Regions from separate parts of the Triticum aestivum genome. Here region 2 is linked to region 1. Evidence: chromatin contacts called from public Hi-C data. All regions are on one chromosome and are shown on one strand. The core of a region is the stretch at or near the end of the contact, and the rest is flanking DNA. Distances in the headings are between cores, read along the strand shown. Region 1 holds the start of LOC123092889 (homeobox-leucine zipper protein HOX19). Region 2 overlaps LOC123092892 (protein SHORT HYPOCOTYL IN WHITE LIGHT 1).

Region 1 (5,628 bases), core at 1,986-4,485:
CATCGAAAGCTTCTATTTTTGTTATTTTTTTTACAGAATTCCTCGAATGTCATTTGGCAACCAAATTTTTGCAAGCACCTAAAACATTTGGTCATACCGAAGCACAAAGTTACGGAATTTTCTGATTTGTTTTGCTATTTTTTATGATTTTTGTTCATCACGGATGCAATGTACCTACGTGTAGAAAAATCAGTCTTCAACAACATAAAGTTTCAGTGTTGACACTTTCATAGGGAAAAGGCAGCAGACCAACTTTATAAATAAAACCATGACAGCTAGTACTCAAACAAACAGTGCAAGATGTTGCGAAGTTAACAGCATGCAAGTCAAGTACACATTAGCACAATCAAACCAACGCACGCAGGCCCGGAATAAAAGGTAAAGTAGTGATCTAAACGCTCTTATATTTGTTTACAAGGGGAGTAGATCATCTATGCTAGTCGGGTTCCAGGGAACATTCAACCACAATCAGAGAGGATGTGCTCGGTGTTCTCGCTCTCCCGACAAAAAGAGCAAGCAGCGGAGGCACGGCCATGGCGCTTAATGATCTGGTCACGGCCAGTGTTGAAACTTTGAGGTGAACACTTTTTTTCTGGGGAACCAAAATAATTTGGTGTTATCGGTCAATTAATCTCTTGCGTCGACTGGGAAAAAAAAAACTCAAACATCTAGAAGTGATGCATGTTTTTAATTAGTGTGATCCAACGTGTGTCGTTGCTCGATCTCATGGATGATATGCGTGAGGTTCTGTACTTCTGTACCACTACTAGTTTCTTCCTCTTGAAAGCGTGGCATTGTACGAATACCCACGCCTTCAAGGCAGCCTTGCAACTGGATCAGTAGCCAAACTCGGCATGTGAGGAGCCGCCTTAGGGTATCTTTTAAACGTGATTCATGCTGATTGGAGACTCTGCTCATGCATTTTGGAGATGGTTTTTGCGGTTGGCAGTGGACATCAGCAATCGGTTCCCACAGTTATTTGGTTTATTACGATTTGACCACTAACAGCAATCGTACACAGTTTGGTTAACGGCGGGTGGTTGGTCGTCACGAGTCTGATCATTGCGCCCTAACTGATCATTGAAAGAGAACCCCATTTCATGGTACTACTCTTTAAGTTCTTCAATAACACATCTCATCATGCACCCCATCCCTCTATCAGATTGTAGGAGGAGCAGCTGGCCACATCGAAATTCATTGTCAAAAGTGAGGGAAGAAGGCCATACGCGCGGCTAGCGCCCAAAGCAACCTCTCCGAGAAAGAAATCCCGGACTGATCGAGGCACCGATATCCAGCAGAGTGCTAGGCCCCACGTCACCAGCTTTTTCCCCTTGTGAGCCAGACACTGTGGCCAATTGGAAGCGCCCCCGGCGATTCTTCTCCTGCCTACGCAAATGCCAGGCAATGGGAGGGAACCCCCATCCAAATGCAACGGCAGCTCGCTCATTTCCCCCATGCACAGATGCATAGTATATGCATGCATGAAGCCATGGAGGCCGTGGAGAGGGAAAGAGAACACCGCCAACATCTCATGTGTGGCCGTCAAGGATCGATGGCATGGTAGCCCTCAATCAATGTGCAGTGACCCAGTGTCCTTCAAGTTTCAATCATTCAAAGGAGAATCCGACTTGTGTGGCGTGCAACAGCGAACTGATCATGGTGCAATCCTGATGGTTTCGACGTTTGGCACGCATGCATTACGTAGGCATGCGAGGTGCGGGCGTATCCTAATTTGTACACGACGATGATATATCCACCATGAATGTTGGTCGCGATGCTGGTCCATGCCATTTCTGCCTATGAACTAATAAAGTGCGTTTGATCTTAATTTCAAACTGGGAGTTTCTGAGTAATCGGAATTGCGTGATTAATTCCTCTATTGTTTTCCAACTCCCCTCTACTACTGTATATGACAAGGCAGGCCATGTGATGATGTGCAACACACAAAAAGGAACGTAAACCAACCAAGAAAACAGTGGAAGCGCCAGTAGAATCGAGGAAGAAAGTCGTGCCACAATTAATTCTCCCCAGCCTGGTTAGCCACAACGCCCTGGTTAGCAAGCAAGAGATGAGAAAGACTGATGGACGGATGCAATGTGAACTCACTCCAGGCCTATCATTGAGAAAGATGTCACAGGATGAGGCAGCAGCCCTGCCCCACACCGCGCAAAAGAGGTCAGTTTCCGGTCCAGGGGCGCGCTCATGTCCTATGTGGAAAGCAGGAAGGTGGCGAGGGAAAGGCCGGGGGCTAGAGGCCAGCCAACAAGACCTAAGCTAGCTACATGGAATTGGGAGGGTAGCCAGGTTGCAGAAAAAGTCCATACCAGTAGTAGCACTTGATGGTGATCAAGGAAAGTAACCAGGGATCGGGAAGAAACCACACACACACACACACACCAGGGCAGGCCGGCCAACTACACGTCTAGTAAATGAGCGCATACGTAGGGAAGGGAAGGTGGTTCATATGGTTGGGTGGGTGCATGATGAGTCGCAATATTTTTTCCACAACCGCATCCATCTCCATCACAATCATTTGTGCAAATACCTAACAATTATCGAGCCATGCATGATCATCATGTGAAATACTTCTTCTACTAGAACCAAAGCGGGATGTGGATGTGTCCGTACCTGAACGGACGAGTCTATCATCTATACACGTACTCCCTCCGTTTCGAATTACTTGTCTTGGATTTGTCTAGATACGGATGTATCTAGACTTATTTTAATGCTAGATACATCCGTATCTAGACAAATCTAAGACAAGTAATTCGGAACGGAGGGAGTACGTGCGTACCTAACTGATCTAGAACGCGCCCACCCTCGGTGAACAGAACAGACTCGTAGTAGTAGCAAGCAAAAAAGAAACGGAGGATCTGCTGCATGTCTCACCTTTTGTAATGCCTACATGCATGCGTGTGGGCACAAGGGGCCAAGCGAGACTGATGTGTGCGTGCGGCTTCTAATATTGCCGGCCCCTTTACACACGCGCGTCCACGCGGCACCCCTAATCATCCATAACAGCAGCACGAGAAAAACCTAAAAGAAAAACCGGGCTTTTGAGCAGCAGCGATGGCTGGCTGTTGAGAACAGGATGAAAAATATGCAGATCTGCAGGAGGGAACACGCGCAGGGAGGGAGAGAGAGAGAGAGGGAGGGCGCAGCACGGCACTCTGGTCTGTGGAGTCTGGACCCTCCCGACGCGAGGGGTCGATCTCCCTGCTGCCTGCTGGGCTTGTCAAACATTCGCAAGTGTCGAGTGCGCGTGCGCGTACGCCCGTGTGATGTGGGTTTGCATCGCCTTGTCCCCCCCGGGCGGCTCCACACCTCCCTCCCTCGCTCCTCTTCCTCCTCAAATATTCTCAACCCCTCGGCCTCAACCAATTCATTCCCCTCACTCATTCCTACCTTCCTCCCCACCCCTCTCCTCTCCTCTCCTACACAGACGCGTGAATACACTTCCGCGACACCCTGCAAGACTTGCGAGAGGATTCAAGTCGGCGCCTGGCAAGGCAGCGCAGATAGACAAGATAGTTTGCTGATTCTTGGGTCAAGCTAGCTAGAGACCATTGGCTCTGCCGATTTGTGCGACACGCCATGGCGCAGGAGGAGGTCCACGACGCCGGCCTGGCGCTGGGACTGTCCCTGGGCGGAGGGGGCCGAGGCGGAGGCGACGGGTCGTCGTCGGCGCACCGCGGCAACAACAGCAGCAGCCGGCTGACCCTGTGGGAGGCGGCGCCGTCGCTGGAGCCGTCGCTGACCCTCAGCATGCCGGAAGACACCACCATGACCAGCACCGCGTCCGGCGGCGTGTCGTCCATGTCAGTGGGGGGCGCGGTGAAGAGGGAGCGCGCGGAGGAGGCGGACCTGGGCGAGATGGTGTCGTCCACGGCGGCCGGCGCCGAGGAGGACGACGACGGCAGCACGCGGAAGAAGCTGAGGCTCACCAAGGAGCAGTCCGCGCTCCTGGAGGACCGCTTCAAGGAGCACAGCACCCTCAACCCGGTACGTACGTTGTACGTGCTACGTACGCATGCGTACTAGTCACGTTCGAATCGATTCACCGCCGATAGATAGCCGCGGATACCTAACATGCATCATCTATCATCTGCTGAGATCTTCTCCATTTTTGCGCGCGCGTACACATGCATACAAGCAAAATCGACAAATCTGGTTTACTTTCTTGATCTATGGTATTCTAGATACCTCTTTTTTATTCATTTTGATGACAAGTATTTCCGGACGGAGGGAGTATGAGCTACTGAATCAAAAATAAAAATGAGTTACTGAACAGCTTTTTTTTGGGTGTCCTTTTTGGATTTGAGCAGAAGCAGAAAGTGGCTTTAGCCAAGCAGCTAAACCTCAGGCCAAGGCAGGTGGAAGTCTGGTTCCAGAACAGAAGAGCCAGGTTAGTAACCTTGTATTATACGCGAGTATATGTCTATATGATATTGCCACTCCAGCTTACAGTCTCCTGCTAGAGCTGACTTGAAACAATTAATCCTTGTATTATACACCTCTTCATCTTCTCAAAAAATTAAAAAATACACGGGCAATCATTTTTGTGTGTTGCACTTGCACTCCTATCTCAATTCATTTTCTTTTACGTCCATGCATGCATGAAAAATTAGCGGAACCCTCTGCCTAAAATTACGGGTTGTTTCAGTTCTGGCGGTGAACTTTTTGTATAGCTAACGTTGGATCCCGTGTTACACGTGCATGCAGGACGAAGCTGAAGCAGACGGAGGTGGACTGCGAGTTCCTGAAGCGCTGCTGCGAGACGCTCACCGAGGAGAACCGCCGGCTGCAGCGGGAGCTGCAGGAGCTCCGCGCCATCAAGTTCGCCCCGCCGCCACCGCCCAACAACGCCAGCCAACACCCCGGGACGCCGTCCTCCGCCGCGGCCCCTCCGGCGCCGTTTTACATGCAGCTGCCGGCCGCCACGCTGACCATCTGCCCGTCCTGCGAGCGCCTCGGCGGAACCGCCGCCACCGCCGCCGGCAAGGTCGACCCCGACAGGCCCAAGGCCGCCACCCACCACTTCTTCAACCCCTTTACCCACTCCGCCGCCTGCTGATCTGCGCTCCACCGGACCGCGCGTACATACACGACGCTCATCAACATCGATCAGCACCACCGCCATAGCTAGCTACGAGTAAGTAGCAGTGGCCGCCATAGCTAATACCTCACGTCGCAAGTAACATATGATCCTTGCAGCCAGCTGCAGGACATGGACATGGACATGATCCTCCTACTTTTGCCATTTCTTGGTCTGGGGGTTTAGTCCCGAATCTTGTTCAGTTTAGCTAATCCATCCATCAATCATAGGCGCAATCCATAGACGATAGGTAGTCAAACATCCAGCCGTAGTAGCTTTGTAGCTAGTACTCGAAGCGGCCGGCCATTGTATATTCTTGTGCGTGCATGTAACCGTGGACCTCTCCTTTTGGTTGGCTTCTCTGCCTTTTTGTGTTCAAAAGCTGATTATCGGAGAGGAGATAATAGGTTAAGCCGCCGCTGTGATGAACTAATTCCTAGTCGTGTCAGGCAGTGTTTGGATGATGACATGAGAGAGGGCTAGAGAGAGGCTCTTGCTGTCGGGTGCGTACGTGTGTAATGTGTATACCTTTC
Region 2 (5,628 bases), core at 2,028-4,527, 740 kb after region 1:
TAGCCATTAAAAGTTTGACGCGTGGCGTCGCGTGAATGGTTAGTAGAACGGCCACGATTTAAATTATCCAAACGTTTGAGATATAACGAGACAACTATTTGTTTTCAAAATGCCTTTGTTGGTTGTTAATTCGTGCGCCTTCTATCAAATTGGACACGAAAAATAACACATCATGTGGTGCCATTCCATGATAGCACATGCCAAGTTTCATGAATTTCAGACAAGTTTTGGATTTATTAGAATTTTAAAACAAAGTATCTCAATGTTATCGACTGAGCCACGATGCCCAGGTGTTTGAAATTCATTCTCATTTCTTGCATGGGACCCAAGCATGCACCCAAGGTCACACATATGATTTTTCAACCCAATTTGCTACAATAGAGCATGTGCATGTAGTTCAAATTTGAATTATGCACATAAAATGCGTAGGAAACTCGGTTAATGTATAGAAATGTCCAAACGAACCCCGAATAATTTTAAAATTTAACATAACACTCCGGTCAGTGTGTGTTGTATCTAGAAAAAAAATCAAGGCAAGAAGGGGCAATAGATGTTGTTTTGTCCGGAAAGGTGACACACCTTCCCTACCAGACCACAAGGCTTCTTGTGAGAATCTCTGATTTATAAGGAGCGTATACCATAACTTGCTCCAAATGGGACAATTTTTTACCACGGCATGTTGGTGCCATTCCATGATAGCATGATAAATTTTATGAATTTCAGATGAGTTTTGGATTTACTAGAATTTAAAAACTAAGTATCTCAACGTTTGCCGGCAAGCAACGGTGCTGAGGTGTTTAAAATTCATTTCCATTTTTTGCATGGGTCCTGATCATGTACCCAAGGACACCATTTGATTTTTCAACCCATTTTTGCATTGGAGCAAGTATATGTAGTTTAAATTTGAATTATGCACATAAACTGCCTACAAAACTTGGTTAATGTATAAAAATGTCCTAATGAACCAAAAAAAATTCAAATTTCAACACGACACTCATGTTGGTCTATGTTGCCACTAGACGAAAGTTTGAAATCAAAATGAGGCAACCAATATCGTTTCTCCATCATGAGGCTTCGTGTGAGAAGCTCTGATTTTTTAGAAGCTTATATGCAAATATGTCCCAAATGGAATAATTTTTCTATCACAACATGTTGATGCCATTCCATGATAGCATGCCAAGTTTCATGAAATTCAGACAAGTTTTAGATTTACTAGAATTTAAAAACCATATATCTTAATGTTTGCGGCCGAGCGACAACGCTGAGGTGTTTGAAATTCATTCTCATTTTTTACGTGGAAAAGCATGCACCCATTGACACACATTTGATTTTCTAATCCATTTTTCTGCACTGGAGCATGTATCTCAACCTATTCCCACCTATGTTAACATTTTTAGAAGGGCTCTTCAGGAAGTCCATAATCGCGCCCTGGTTTACATCCCACCGATGTTGACCATTGGAGGATGTGAGATCCAACGGCAGAAATTACATTGCAGCATGGGAGCATTTAACCTCCCCTATCACTTGATATGTTCCGAAGTTTGAGTACAAAAGTCATCTTTGACTCGTCTCGTGTCGCTCAAACTCCTGAGAATCAACGAAGTCTCATAGTCCTGACACAACTCTGACTCGAAAAAACAGAAGGGTATAGTCTACGGATTGTATTAGCAGGAGTGAGAGGGTGCTTGGATACAAGGGACTATTTTTAGTCTGACTAAAAATAGTCTCTTTTAGAGGCTAAAGTTTCAAGCACCCCTGACTAAAGAGAGGCTAGGACTAGTCTTGAGGCTAAAATCTTTTAGTCATGGGAAACCTACTAAAATATGTATTAGCTCTCTCTCTCCTCATTTAATTCCTCTCCTTAGTTCTGGATTGGAGGGTTTGGAGGATAATAAATGCTCAATAACTAGATTTTAGTCTCTTTAGTATTTGGATCCAAGCATGGGTGAGACTAGCAAGTTTTAGTCCCACTACTTTTAGTCATGGGACTAAAACGTATCCAAGCATGCTCTGAGTTGTTCGAGCCAGTCCACGGCTGCTCGCAAGTGGCGACTGTTCTTAAGTTATGTTTGCTGTTTCAAAAAAAAAAGAAACTGTTTCAAAATAATTTATGTTTGAAAAACCAAGTAGCAGCCGGCTGCTTCGTTTTTGCCGTGCGAGATCGGTGGTTTGGGCCTTTGGGGTGAGCGGAGCTGTGGTCTGGTTGACCGCTCGCTCCAGTCATACGCCGTTAGCTCACGTAGGGGTAAGAAAAATAATCGTTTGTTTGCATCATTCCTAGATTTTCAAATCCCAACCATGTACGCGGTACCACGAATACTCATGGCATGGACCAACATACTGATGGCGTTGGTCGTTTGGTTTGTGAGGCACGCAATTTCCTCCGTCACAAAAAAATAAAAAGAGGCACGCATTTTCTTGGGTAAATGTCATGGCATGTAGTAGCACTCCACAAAGGGCTTGAGTTTGATGTGTTGTCTGTTTCTGCAAGTCTCCAAATAGGTAGTGCCTTCATGAACTTTCCCTACTTGTTATCGATAACTATCGAATGGTGGCGTAGGCTCTACTGTTTATCAGTTCATCCTAAACTAGAGAAAGCACTCCCGATCTACATCTTAATCTACTAACATATCACACCACGAAATGCGGTCCAAGCTACTACAGTTCAGTCTGGCTACTTTTGAAAATTAAGAAAGAGTTCGTCAGCATGTGCGCTCCTGGCCAAAATGATAGGGCTCTTGAACTAGTTCGTGTCCACCCCTAAGACCAGTGCCGTACCAGTGTAGTACCGCGCCTAGCGACCAGCAGTGCTCCAAAGAAAAATGCCGCCTCAATCATCCGTCGACCGGTCGACGAAACAGCAGCAGCCCCATGCCTAACCAGTGGTGATCGCTAGTGCTAACTGCCAGCAGCATTTTTTCCCGAATGATTTGCCTTAGCGTGTTAACTGCCAGCAGCTTGGGAATTATACGAGCGGACCACCGAAATCGGGCCACGAGGAAATTGTTGTTCTGGGTCAGATTCGGCGTAAATGCGACCCAACTGTGTGATTGAAATGTTTGTCGCCGGATCAGCCAAAACGATCAAAGATTAAGCGTCGGTCAACCGCAACAAGATATGGCTGGTAGAGAAAGGTGTACGTGCAACACGAGACCTCCACCAGTGGCCGTGCCGCGAGTCATGTGGCGCAGCAGCGTTGCAGGCTTTCTGCGTCGTGGACGGACGCGCACCTCCCACTCCCACATTTCCGGGGCGGCCGGGCACGTCGCTCTTGCTCATAAAGGCGCATGGGTCCGGAGAAGATCGGGGCGGCGTGCGGCGCCGTCCGATGCGCATCTGACGGTCGAGTATGGGTCGTCAGGGATTCGGCATGAATACGCCGATGGCGACGGGTAACTGGCTGACGGGGTAGCTAGCATGGTTGTACACACGACGGAGTATGAGAGACATATTGTCCCTGCTAAGCAAGATTTGGGACACTTGTAGTACAAGTGATCGGCAGTAGGCAGTAGCTAGTCGGCACGCGTGATAATAATGACAAAAAGGTGTCAAACTGGCTAAATACTGTGAAATGATGGAGAACTAGGGCAGGGTCGAAATGCCCTTCCTAAGTCTTAGCCTAACTCGCCGTTCTCAGAATCTTCTGAATCGGGATCCGTGGTTGTGTCTGTTGGCGTGGCTGAAATGAACGAAAAGCGTGACGATTCAAATCGATTGATGATATATGGCATGATCTATTCTGATAGATTGATAGGTTTTCCATCAATAATAAGGGTTTGGTGTAATACTACACCTCAGTGCCCCTGACCTGAGTGACGACTACTGTCTTGGATTTCCGCTGTCTCTGGCCTTCTTCCTTTTTAGAAGTAAACAGACCAAATGCTAGCGAGAGCCAAAGGAGGAATCTCAAACTCAAAGCATCAGGTAACACGAAGCAGTTGAGCAAATGATCAGGCGAGAGTAGCAAACAAAGAATCTAAACGAACGACCAAAAGCAGCAAGACTGAGACATACTCCCTCTGTAAACCAATGGAGATCAAAAGACAGTTGCCCGGCAAGATTTTGACGTCCACTGCAGAAGCGGGACTACTACTCTGTCAAGCTAGTTCATGGCATCACAGGAGAAAATACTAGCTTTGGATATTCAGTACCACTCCATATATCAAAATGAAACAGAATTACACTGTACTGACCATAGGCATTTCGCACCACCTTTCATACTACAACAAATACGAGATCGGCCCGGCCAGTATGGGGCCAGGCCAGATATAAAACCCAATTAGTCGCCGGTATTTTTTACCATCATGTTGAAGAGAACCACTTATTTGTATAGACTACAGGGGGGTTCCTTCGATTCTCCAGCAGCAATTTATAGCAACAACAAACATCAGCATTTTGTGCACAGCTGGGAGCATCCATGCTATCTCAACAGTGGCCCTGGATAATTCATGGGCCCTTTGAATCAGAGTATGTTGCCAGCAAGGAAAGCAAACGATCAACCAGCGGGCTGTACTCTGCTCCACCGGCTGTCGTCGTCCTTGAGCTGTTGAATATAGCTGTATCGGTTTTCTCTGATGTAAGTTACTCCAGACCATATCCCTCGAACAAGAAGGATGCTTATAAACACCATGCTTCCAAATGTGCAGACCACCTGCACAGAAAATACAAACAAGTTACTGAAAGAAAAGACTAAAAGTTGAGTTTTCCACAAGCATCAATGCAACGTTTCAGACAAACTGTAAATTCATCGTTCTGATAAATCTCAACGATGGACTTTGCCGTGTCCCCCTGAAATGCAAAGTATGTAAGTTAAAGCTTTGAGAGGTACTCCCTCCGTTCGGAAATAAGTGACGCTGTTTAAGTTTTTGAAATGCAAAGTCTGTAAGTTACAGCTTTGAGAGGTAATCCCTCCGTTCGGAAATAAGTGACGCTGTTTTAGTTCAAAAACCAAAACAGCGTCACTTATTTCCGAATGGAGGGAGTACATGGCAAGTACACTACGTGGAAACATTTAGCTTGCCCAATAAATGCAGTAAGCAGGTAGCCAGGCATCTTCCAAAAGCTGAATAATTAAACCTTTATTAATATCTCAAAAACAAATGCCCACATGCCAACGGATGCAACTGGTGATTTTTTTTCCTGCCTCTGTTTTAGGCAGCTGCAACCCTAACTGGTGTATTGATTGCACGAACCAACTACCAGCGTGACATCAATTTCTTGGCTAGCAGGTAACCACAAATATGACATAAAATATGTATGAGTTCAATAGATTATGACGGCAGCCTAACTCCTATCCAGAATTTTAATTCTGGGGTGCGTGTTGATTCTACAGCCATATTTCTGATTCTGGTTGATTCTCTGTCATCAGTCACTACAAACACAGGCTGGAACTAGCTATCATGCAATACAACGGTCATGCAGCACTTCAGAATGTTATTGATGTTCATGTCCATATAGTGTGAGGACTCTGCTAACCCTGATGGGAAGAGATGCACTTTCGCAGGCTCAACCAACACCCTGGAGGGTTATCTTGGAGTACTGTTTCCCATCCAACAAAATTCCAGTAAATAGAAATACAAAGTAGAATCCATCCCAGACGCTAAGGGTGTCATAATGAAGTATCGGACA

Evidence for each region. Hi-C and Micro-C count contacts between places; a contact is called where the count stands out from the background.
Region 2: a contact with region 1 is called in a Hi-C map of leaf, with 5 times the contacts expected there. The contact joins the enhancer-like site here to the promoter of LOC123092889 in region 1. A contact is called at or near these places in 3 of 5 Hi-C or Micro-C datasets (all in leaf).

The regions. Positions count from the first base shown.
Region 1 is chr4B:490,603,768-490,609,395 of IWGSC CS RefSeq v2.1, forward strand. It overlaps LOC123092889 (homeobox-leucine zipper protein HOX19), which reads left to right and starts at 3,236. Exons shown (of 3, transcript XM_044514737.1): 1 at 3,236-4,002; 2 at 4,326-4,405; 3 at 4,723-4,813. The coding sequence starts at 3,595. The coding sequence ends at 4,813.
Region 2 is chr4B:491,343,419-491,349,046 of IWGSC CS RefSeq v2.1, forward strand. LOC123092892 (protein SHORT HYPOCOTYL IN WHITE LIGHT 1) reads right to left here. Exons shown (of 3, transcript XR_006444922.1): 3 at 4,136-4,651. Among protein-coding and RNA genes, the nearest start is that of LOC123092892, 6.3 kb to the right of the region's middle. Within about 2 kb of position 3,278, at least 4 of the 8 cell types and tissues checked have an H3K27ac peak or open chromatin away from gene starts, as enhancers often do. A contact at or near this core is called in leaf, where this site is marked.